3 separate regions of the Mus musculus genome follow, and all the other regions are linked to region 2. Evidence: chromatin contacts called from public promoter capture Hi-C data. All regions are on one chromosome and are shown on one strand. Each heading gives the region's core, a stretch centred on a gene start, on an enhancer-like site or on the middle of the called end of the contact. The rest is flanking DNA. Distances are from core to core; before and after follow the strand shown.

The links. Capture Hi-C pulls out chosen DNA fragments and counts their contacts.
Region 1: a promoter capture Hi-C map of adipose tissue shows a contact between it and region 2. The contact joins two enhancer-like sites. A contact is called at or near these places in 7 of 115 datasets of contacts at active chromatin or transcription factors (double positive thymocytes, embryonic basal ganglia, forebrain and 4 more) and 2 of 9 other capture datasets (adipose tissue and liver).
Region 3: a promoter capture Hi-C map of liver shows a contact between it and region 2. The contact joins two enhancer-like sites. A contact is called at or near these places in 2 of 484 Hi-C or Micro-C datasets (CD4 T cells and myeloid progenitors), 1 of 115 datasets of contacts at active chromatin or transcription factors (thymic regulatory T cells) and 2 of 9 other capture datasets (adipose tissue and liver).

Annotation. Positions count from the first base shown.
Region 1 is chr5:143,047,214-143,049,935 of GRCm38.p6, forward strand. All of the region lies in intron 13 of Rnf216 (ring finger protein 216), which reads right to left. Gm43380 (a long non-coding RNA gene) reads left to right here. Exons shown (of 3, transcript XR_003955828.1): 2 at 1-2,722. Among named protein-coding and RNA genes, the nearest start is that of Gm43380, 9.6 kb to the left of the region's middle. Within about 2 kb of position 1,253, at least 145 of the 459 cell types and tissues checked have an H3K27ac peak or open chromatin away from gene starts, as enhancers often do. A contact at or near this core is called in adipose tissue, liver, microglia and 1 more, where this site is marked.
Region 2 is chr5:142,792,967-142,795,809 of GRCm38.p6, forward strand. The region is part of intron 2 of Tnrc18 (trinucleotide repeat containing 18); the gene reads right to left. Among named protein-coding and RNA genes, the nearest start is that of Gm31365, 18 kb to the right of the region's middle. Within about 2 kb of position 1,340, at least 173 of the 459 cell types and tissues checked have an H3K27ac peak or open chromatin away from gene starts, as enhancers often do. A contact at or near this core is called in adipose tissue, liver, microglia and 1 more, where this site is marked.
Region 3 is chr5:142,934,963-142,937,901 of GRCm38.p6, forward strand. No RefSeq gene overlaps it. Among named protein-coding and RNA genes, the nearest start is that of Fscn1, 24 kb to the right of the region's middle. Within about 2 kb of position 1,544, at least 84 of the 459 cell types and tissues checked have an H3K27ac peak or open chromatin away from gene starts, as enhancers often do. A contact at or near this core is called in adipose tissue and liver, where this site is marked.

The sequences.
Region 1 (2,722 bases), core at 3-2,502, 250 kb after region 2:
AATGGGCATCCAAGGTTGTTGAAGGCACCTCATGAATGGAAAGTAAAACAACTAAAACTTCTGTGGCTCCTGCCCTCTAGTAAACTGAATGATAAATATCATTATTCCTGAGGTAGACACAGGAGGACACAGTAAAACAACCACTTTATTAGACCTTTGTTGTTATTGAGGCAGGGTCTTACTGTGAAGTTCTGACAGCCCAAGAACTCTTAGACCTTGCTGGCCTCAAATTCAAAAAGATTCTCTCCAGAGGGCTGGGATTAAAAATTCCTGATGTGGGTTTTCTGAATACACATGCTCAAACACATTCTCTAAGTCAGGTAACTTATTTAGTTCTCCAAGAGGAAAAAGGCTTGGGTACACAGGCAAGTTTGTGAAGGGTTGAGGATTCTTTACCACACAGGCCTTAGGGCAACTAGATAGGGCGTGGGGTTGAACAGGGCAAATGTTCAGCAACTATGGCCTGTTTTTCCCAAGCACAGGTCTCCAAGTGACAAGTGACCTGAGGTCTCTCATGGGTTGTGAGTCACAACTCTGGACAGCACTGGCTCTCAAGTCACAGTGGACTTGGCAGGAGCCAAATCAGGCAAGAGCAGTGGACCTTCAGCTGCTTTGTTTCCTGTGGTCACAACCACCACACACACATGGATAGTTAAAGACAGAAATGAGCTGGGAAAAAATTTGCCCCTTCTCTATGCCCTCAGGACTCTGACTACATGGACTAAAGAGAGTCTTTGGAAGAGCAGGGGGTTGGCCTTAACTGTCAAGTTGACAGAGTCTAGAACTATCTGGGAGATGGGCCTCTGGACATGACTGTGGGGGATTATCTTGAGATATTGAGACCCATCTATTGTGGGTGGCACTAGGCTGGAGACCTAGAAAAAGAGCTGACCAGCAGCAAGCGTTCATCATGCTCAGCTTTCTAAACACAAAGCGAACACATCCTTCAAGCTCTAGCCACCCTGCCTCACCCACCATGATAACTGACCCTTGAACTGCAAGCAGACAAACCCTTTTTTGCATTGGGATTATATTTTATCACAGCAACAGGGAAAGAAGACACAGGGCTAGAGAAACTGCTCTGCTGCCCACTTCCCCAGGGCCAGGGCTTGCACACTAAGCACTGAAGCTGTAGCAAACAGCACTGAGAGAGGAACCCCATGAAGGCAGACAGAGACAAAGAGATGCTAAAAGCTGGAGGGGAGGGGCACTGAGGGGAAGCAAGAAGCCCAAAGCTGAGCCTGTCACAAGTCATGCTTCCTCCCCTTTCCTCTTACACTCCATCCAAATGGCAAGTCACCAAGGCTGCAAATGCCTATCTCAGGAGTAATTAAATCAAATGAATCTCAGGAGAAGAGCTTTAAATATTCAAAGCCCCATTAATCCTCATGCCTTGTAATTAAATATGCATGCTAAGAAGACCTGGACAAAAGCAAAAACACTTTCAAAATGTGCATTTTAAAAATCTGTAGCATTAGCATGTATTTCTGTCCTGACCTTGTGGAAACTATGTAAAAAATTCCATGAAGCATACACTGTAGAAATGGAGAGAAGAATGCAGATACAATCTTGGCCCATACTGAGCTTTAAAAATGTGCCTGAATAAACAGTTTTCTCCTCTCTCCCTCTCTCTCTCTCTCTGTAAGCCTAATTCCAGGGCCTAACTTGAGTAAGGCAAGTGACTGACTGCTGAGTCACACCTCAGCCTGCAAAGACTTACTTTTAAGGACTTAGAGATTTGAACTTGCAAATAATGACCCCTTTTCCTTCTTGCAATGTGACCTGGACCCAGCACCTTGGAAACTTCTTGTTTCTGCAGTTGAGCTCCTCTCACTTGAGTCCTGTTAAGCTCAGTGACTTCTCAGCCCTCGGGGCCTACCTTCTATGTGACAGTCAGCATGAGAGAAGACTGCTCCAACACAGCATCCTGGAGGAGAGCAGTAAGATGGCCAGCCTTCCCTTGCAGGAATAGTGTGTGCCTGAAAACCCCCAGGGAGACTTGGATTGCCACAAGCTCTCTGGTCTCTTTCCAGAGCCCAGAGCCCTGAGGAGGGATAGATGGAATAGGAAGGAATGGCACTCCTGTTTCTCTGGTGAGGAAGTCAGGGTGAATGTTCTGTTGATGACCACATAGTTCAGTTTTTGAATGTCTTTCCAATGAGCAGGAGTTGCTGCTGGGAACTACCAGAGCCATGGGCAGGCAGAGTCACCTACTGAGTGTTCCAGTGACAATTCTACTTCACTGCTCTGTTCTTTTTTTTTTTTTTTTAATTGGGTATTTATTTCGTTTACATTTCCAATGCTATCCCAAAAGTCCCTCACACGCTCCCCCACCTACTCCTCTACCCACCCACTCCCACTTCTTGGCCCTGGCGTTCCCCTGTACTGAGGCATATAAAGTTTGCAATGACCAATGGGCCTCTCTTTCCACTGATGGCCGACTAGGCCATCTTCTGATTGATATGCAGCTAGAGTCACGAGCTCTGAAGGGGTATTGGTTAGTTCATATTGTTGTTCCACCTATAGGATTGCAGATCCCTTCAGCTCCTTGGGTACTTTCTCTAGCTCCTCCATTGGGGGCCCTGTTATAAATCCAATAGCTGACTGTGAGCATCCACTTCTGTGTTTGCCAGGCCCCGGCATAGTCTCACAAGAGACAGCCTTCACTGCTCTGTTAGAATCATTCACTTATTTAGAATACAAGAGAAAGGTTTTTGGAAAC
Region 2 (2,843 bases), core at 90-2,589:
AGCAGCCCTCGGCCCCTCCCAGCTGGCCCACTCCTTACCTTCATGGGCGTGGGCAGCCCACAGCTGTACCATGGGCAGGTTGCTGGGAGTGGGGGAGTGGAAGGAGAGGTCAGAGGGCAAGGATACCGGGCTCCCCTGAGACGAGGCCGAGGGCCCCATCCCGCTGGACACAAAGCTGCCTAAGAAGGCCTCGCCTGCAGAGAAAAGGGAGGGGGTCCCTGTCAGGCAGCCAGTAAACCAGGCCATGCTACCTGGACCATCATCCCAAGGCCCTCCACTGCATAAAGTCTTCACAGAGAGATCAAGAGGCACCACTTGGCCAACCCCAGACACACCCTATGGGTCTAATCACCATAGTGACCAAGAAAGAAGGCCAGACTCCCTGGGCCCCAAGGCCCAGAACCCCAGAGAACGCTTTTAATACTGTGGCTGCAGATGGAAGAAAGCCTGAGTCAGTCAGGATGGGGGGTGGGGGGCACCTTTAAGGACTGCCCAGGCCAGAGTAAGGGAAGCAATGGTCACAGAGAAAGAGCTCATAGTCTGAGCTCAATGCAGGACACTGTCCAGAGACCAGCGTCCCCAAGGAGCTCACGGTCACCCAGGATGTGGAGGAGCTTCTGGGTGTCTAATGACTGCAGATGCCCAGATATGCAACAGAGGCCCAGCAAGGAAAAGCCTCAGCTCAGCTGAGGAGCAACTCCCAGCACACCGAGCAGGGCATCTCAGAGCCCAGCATAACAAGCCTGATGATAGGTAGAGCGAATCACAAAGGAAAAAGAAAACAGAAGACGCCAGGACAGCTGACAAGCATATAAATAGCAGCCTTGGAAGCTGAGGCCAAAGGGCTGAAAGTTCTAAGTTAGCCTGGACTATGAGGTGAGCCCGGTTTATAAAAAAAGATGGATCCTATCATGATACCCCGAATCTGTTATTAAAAAAACCCAAAGTCAATCTGGGGATGCAGAGTGCCTGCCTAGGAGACATGAGGGACTAGGTTCAAACTTTAGCACCCCCAAACAAACAAACAAACAAACAAAAACAAGGTAGGACGGAGGCATATATTGAACAGGAATTATATAACAGATACGCTAGTTTTCGCTAGTTTTAGGAATAATAATAGTAAATAGGCCAGATGTTCCATGGGTGATTCAAACTCTCTCCAGGGCACCCAGCAGGAGAGGGTGTGGAGCCCTGAACACATGGCTGGGTCCAGCACTCTAGCCAAGCACCCACCAGGTGCCCATTCTAGTTGGTCTCCAGAGGAAAGCTGTGTTAAGTTCTCCAGAGCCTTCTCTAGTCCCTAAGAGGTGGGCACTGTTTGCAGACAGCAGCAGACAGGATGTGTGGCTCAGATGCCAGCAGCGGGTCTAAGCCACAGAGATCTCACAGACTCTGCCCACATACATATGCACTTCAGTTTCTGAGTTCCTGAGAGCCCTCCCATGTAAGCCCTATACAAAGTGTCCACTGACTGCCTCCCTAGGGGGATAGGACTCCAAAATATGCCCCCAGGCCCTTGGGGGCACACATGGGTAAACTGAGTAAGAGCAGAAGCTAGAGATCTCACACACACCCTCGGATCACATGCCTGTCACCATGGCCTATGCAGCCACCATCGCTGAAGCCCAGTCCCTCACCAGAATCCAGCACCAACGCCCGTGGCCCAAGGGCCCTTGTAGCCGGTCAGCACATCCATGTAGCCTAAGCCTGGGAAGGTAAGGCCTCTGGGCCCTGCCAAACCCTAGGCTTCCTCCTTGATGTGGCAGACGGCCGGTAGAAGGCTCCGGAAGCCAATAGCCAGGGGTTTGCGCAAAGGCTTACGTCAGCCACCAGTTCTTCCTGCCTGGGCTGTGCGGAAGCAGAGGGCCCAGGCCTGCCCCTGCCTGGGCTTGTGAAACCCAGCAAGCAGCACTCCAGTCCAAAGAAGCGTTGAGGCCCGGATGCCACCAACGATTCCTGTCACCACAGGGGCTCTAAGTGGCCTCAACTACCTCCTCCCAGGCTGGGGGTAGTGATAGCTGGGGGTCCCAGCGACCAGGCAAGCCATAGATGATGCTCTCTGGTCACAGAGTTGCAGTCCTAAAGCAGGCACAAAACCAGGAGTGGTGGCATAGGACAGTCACTAGAACTACTTCAGGAGGCTGAGGCAAAAGGATGGAAAGTTAGTTCAGAACCACTCTGGACTGGAGTGAGTCAACGCTAGTCACAGCAAACTCAGACAGTCTCCATAAAAGGTAGAAAGAGCTGGGAAGGACAGCTCAGCAATAAAGACCCAGCCTAGAATTCCTCAATAAGGTGTTTGGGGTGTCTGTGGTAGAGCCCCTGCCTAGCATTCCCCAGTGAAGGGCCAGGGTGTGACTCAGTGGTAGAGGCCCTGCCTAGAATCCCCCAGTGAAGGGCTGGGGTGTGGCCCAGTGGTAGAGCCCCTGCCTAGAATCCCCCAGTGAAGGGCTGGGATGTGGCTCCGTGGTAGAGCACCTGCCTAGAATCCCCCAGTGAGGGGCTGGGGTGTGGCCCAGTGGTAGAGCACACACCTAGCACAATCAAGGCTCTGGGTTCCATCCACAGAACCTTAAATAGCTCCTACATAACAGTCACGTCAAGTCTATGACCCTGCCTGACATCCTCAGCAAAGCCACAAGCATAGCTGCATCTGTCAGGTACAGGACTGGATAAATGAACAACATACACCGACAGAGAAGACCAAGGAGCAGCAGACGCTCCATGCTGTGGGACATGGTAGCCACTGACCGCGTGTCGCTCCTAAGTCAGAATTGCAACCATGGAAACTGAAGAACTGTTTGTTCTATTTTATTAAATCTCAATTCATTTAGATTTAATTC
Region 3 (2,939 bases), core at 294-2,793, 140 kb after region 2:
GTCTGATGCCCTCTTCTGGTCTGTCTGAAAATAGCTACAGTGTATTCATACACAAAATAAATAAATCTTAAAAAAACAAAAACAAAAACAAAAAACAAAAAACACGGTCTAACTGCATAGCCTTGGCTTCCCTGAAACTCTCCATGTGGAACAGGCCCCTTGAACTCATCAGAGTTCCCGCCTGTCTCTGCCTTTCAGGTGCTGAAATTCTATGTGCACCCCACACCTGGCTACTGTTTAACTCTGCCCTTTTATTGATTGATTGATTGATTGATTGGTTGATTTATAAGACAAGGTCTCTCAGGTTGGTCTCTAACTCACAGAGCTCTTCCTGCCCCTGCCTTCCTAATGCTGTGCCACCATGCCTGGCTTATTTTTTTTTATTTCTTATTTAGTCATTTTGCATTTTTGAGACAGATTCTCACATAGGCCAGGCTACCCTGGAGCTTGCTATGTAGCTGAGGCTGGGCTCGCACTTTTCATCCTCCTGCCTCTTCTTCTCAAGTGCTGGGATGACAGATGTGCACCAGCTCCTTCAGGCATGACTATCCTGTCTGCGCTGTTTGTTCTGAGATAGGTTCTTAAAATGTAGCCCAGGCTGGTATGGAACTTGATATGTAGACCAGGCTGGCCTTGAACTCACAGAGATTTGCCTGCCTCTGTCTCCCACAGTACTGGGATTAAAGGTCTGTGCCACCATGCCCGGCATTATTATTAAGTTGTGTTTCAAAGCGTGCTTCTGTGAAGGGTTTCTCCTAGGTGACCCATAGGAAGGTCCACCACAGGCCGGTTGAGCTCTGGTGCCTCCTATTGGCAAACCCTAACAGGAAGCTGGCCGCCAGGGATTCTGGGAGATGTAGTTTATCGTTGCATCCTGTGGCCCAGAGGAGACTAGCGGATCTGAAGCTGGGAGCCAATAGCTCTGAGCAGGCCATTAGGGACATTTTACTCTGGATCTAACAAGTCCCTATGCTGCTACCCAGTTGCATGGATCTGGACACACAGCTGCCCACTAACATTACTCCACACACGGGCACTTTTGAGTTTGTGCCTGGACAATTTTGCCCATCCAAGCTATATGGACTTGCAGATGTCTCCTTGCTGGACCAGGGACTTTGACTGTGACAGTGGACTCACTGTCTTGGCTTGCAGGTGATCCAGACACAGAGCACAGGTAGTGCAAGGGTCCTGTGGTGGTAGGTGGCTTTGGGTAGAGGTGCCCTTGTTCCTCACTCAGCCTTAGTTCTCACACATGAGCGTAACAACGTTAAGAGTGATTCTTGCTGGATTTCTGTCTGAGCGTTGGGCACCCAGCTTTGTGCGGCGCTTGAAAACAAATGCAAGCTCTCCAGGTCCGATTCCAACTTGTCCTCCTTAGGGAAGACGTCCACCATTGCTAGGAGGACAATTACAGGCTGGGCTCAGCTCTGGGGTTTACTTTTCTTAGGGACGGAAGAAAAGAGGGCCCCACTCTTTGAATTCCACGTAGTTCAGACCTCGAATCGCCTCTCCGGGATAGGCTGCTATGTTCACGGCAGCCGCCAGGTGGCGACAGAGACGCGCCCATCGACTCAGGCTGGGCGGGGCTGTACCTGCCTATGCGGAGAACTGCAGGGGAGACGCCCACAGACCCATTTAGGAGGAAGAATTCTGAGTTCTAAAAGGCAAAATATCCCAGGCCTGGTTGTGAAGGCCTTTAATCCTAAGGCTTAGGAGGCCGAGGCAGGCCGATCTCTATGAGTTTGAGGCCAGCCTGGTCTGCCTAGTAAGTTCCAAGACAGCCAGGGCTATGTAGGTATGTAAAGAGATTCTGTCTAGATGACCTGAGTTTAATCCTTGGTATGCACACGAAAAACTGGATTCAGGGCCATGCATCTGTAACCCCAGAACTCCTATAGCAAGACGAGAGAATGAGACAGGAGAATCTCCAGGAAACTGGCTCGCTGGCCAGCTAGCCTAGATAGGGGAAGAGTAGCAGCAGAGAAGAGATACAGGAAATGTTCCTGTGCTGGGTGTGTACACTGGCGATGTGGCACAAGCCTGTGACACAGGCTTATAGGAGGCAGGGGCCAGCAGTCTCTATGGGGCGCCAGGAGTCCAGCTTTTCTTTTCTTTTCTTTTTTTTTTTTTTTTTGGTTTTTCGAGACAGGGGTTCTCTATGTAGCCCTGGCTGTCCTGGAACTCACTTTGTAGACCAGGCTGGCCTCGAACTCAGAAATTCGCCTGCCTCTGCCTCCTGAGGCTGGGATTAAAGGCGTGCACCACCACGCCTGGCTTTTTAAAAAGATTTATTTATTGTTATATGTAATTACACTGTAGCTGTCTTCAAACATACCAGAAGAGAGCATCAGATCCCATTACAGATGGTTGTGAGCCACCATATGGTCGCTGGGAATTGAACTCAGGACCTTCGGAAAAACAGTCAATGCTCTTAACCACTGAGCCATCTCTCCAGCTCGAGTCCAGCTGAACACCTAAATCAAGCCCCCATGTTATATGTGTGTGTGTGTGATCATATATCATATAGCCTAGGCTACCCCTCAAACTCTGTAAGAAGGCGAAGATGACCCTGAACTCCTGTCACTTGCTTCTACCTTCTGAATATTGGAAGTAAAGGCCTGTCTTGCTTGGCCTTTACTTGCTATTGTTGTGACAGGGCCTCTCTGTGTAGTCCTTGCTGTCCTAGAGCTCCCTATGTAGACTAGGCTAACCTTGAACTTACAGAGATCAACCTCTCATTGCCTACCGAGGGCTGGGATTATAGGTATGTTACAGGCTGGCCTCAGACCCGTATCATGCCTTCTCCCTCAGCCTCCCCTTTTTTTATTTTTCCCAAAGATTTATTTATTTGTATTTATATGAGTACACTGTAGCTATCTTTCAGACACACACCAGAAGCATACATTGGATCTCATCACAGATAGTTGTGAGCCACCATG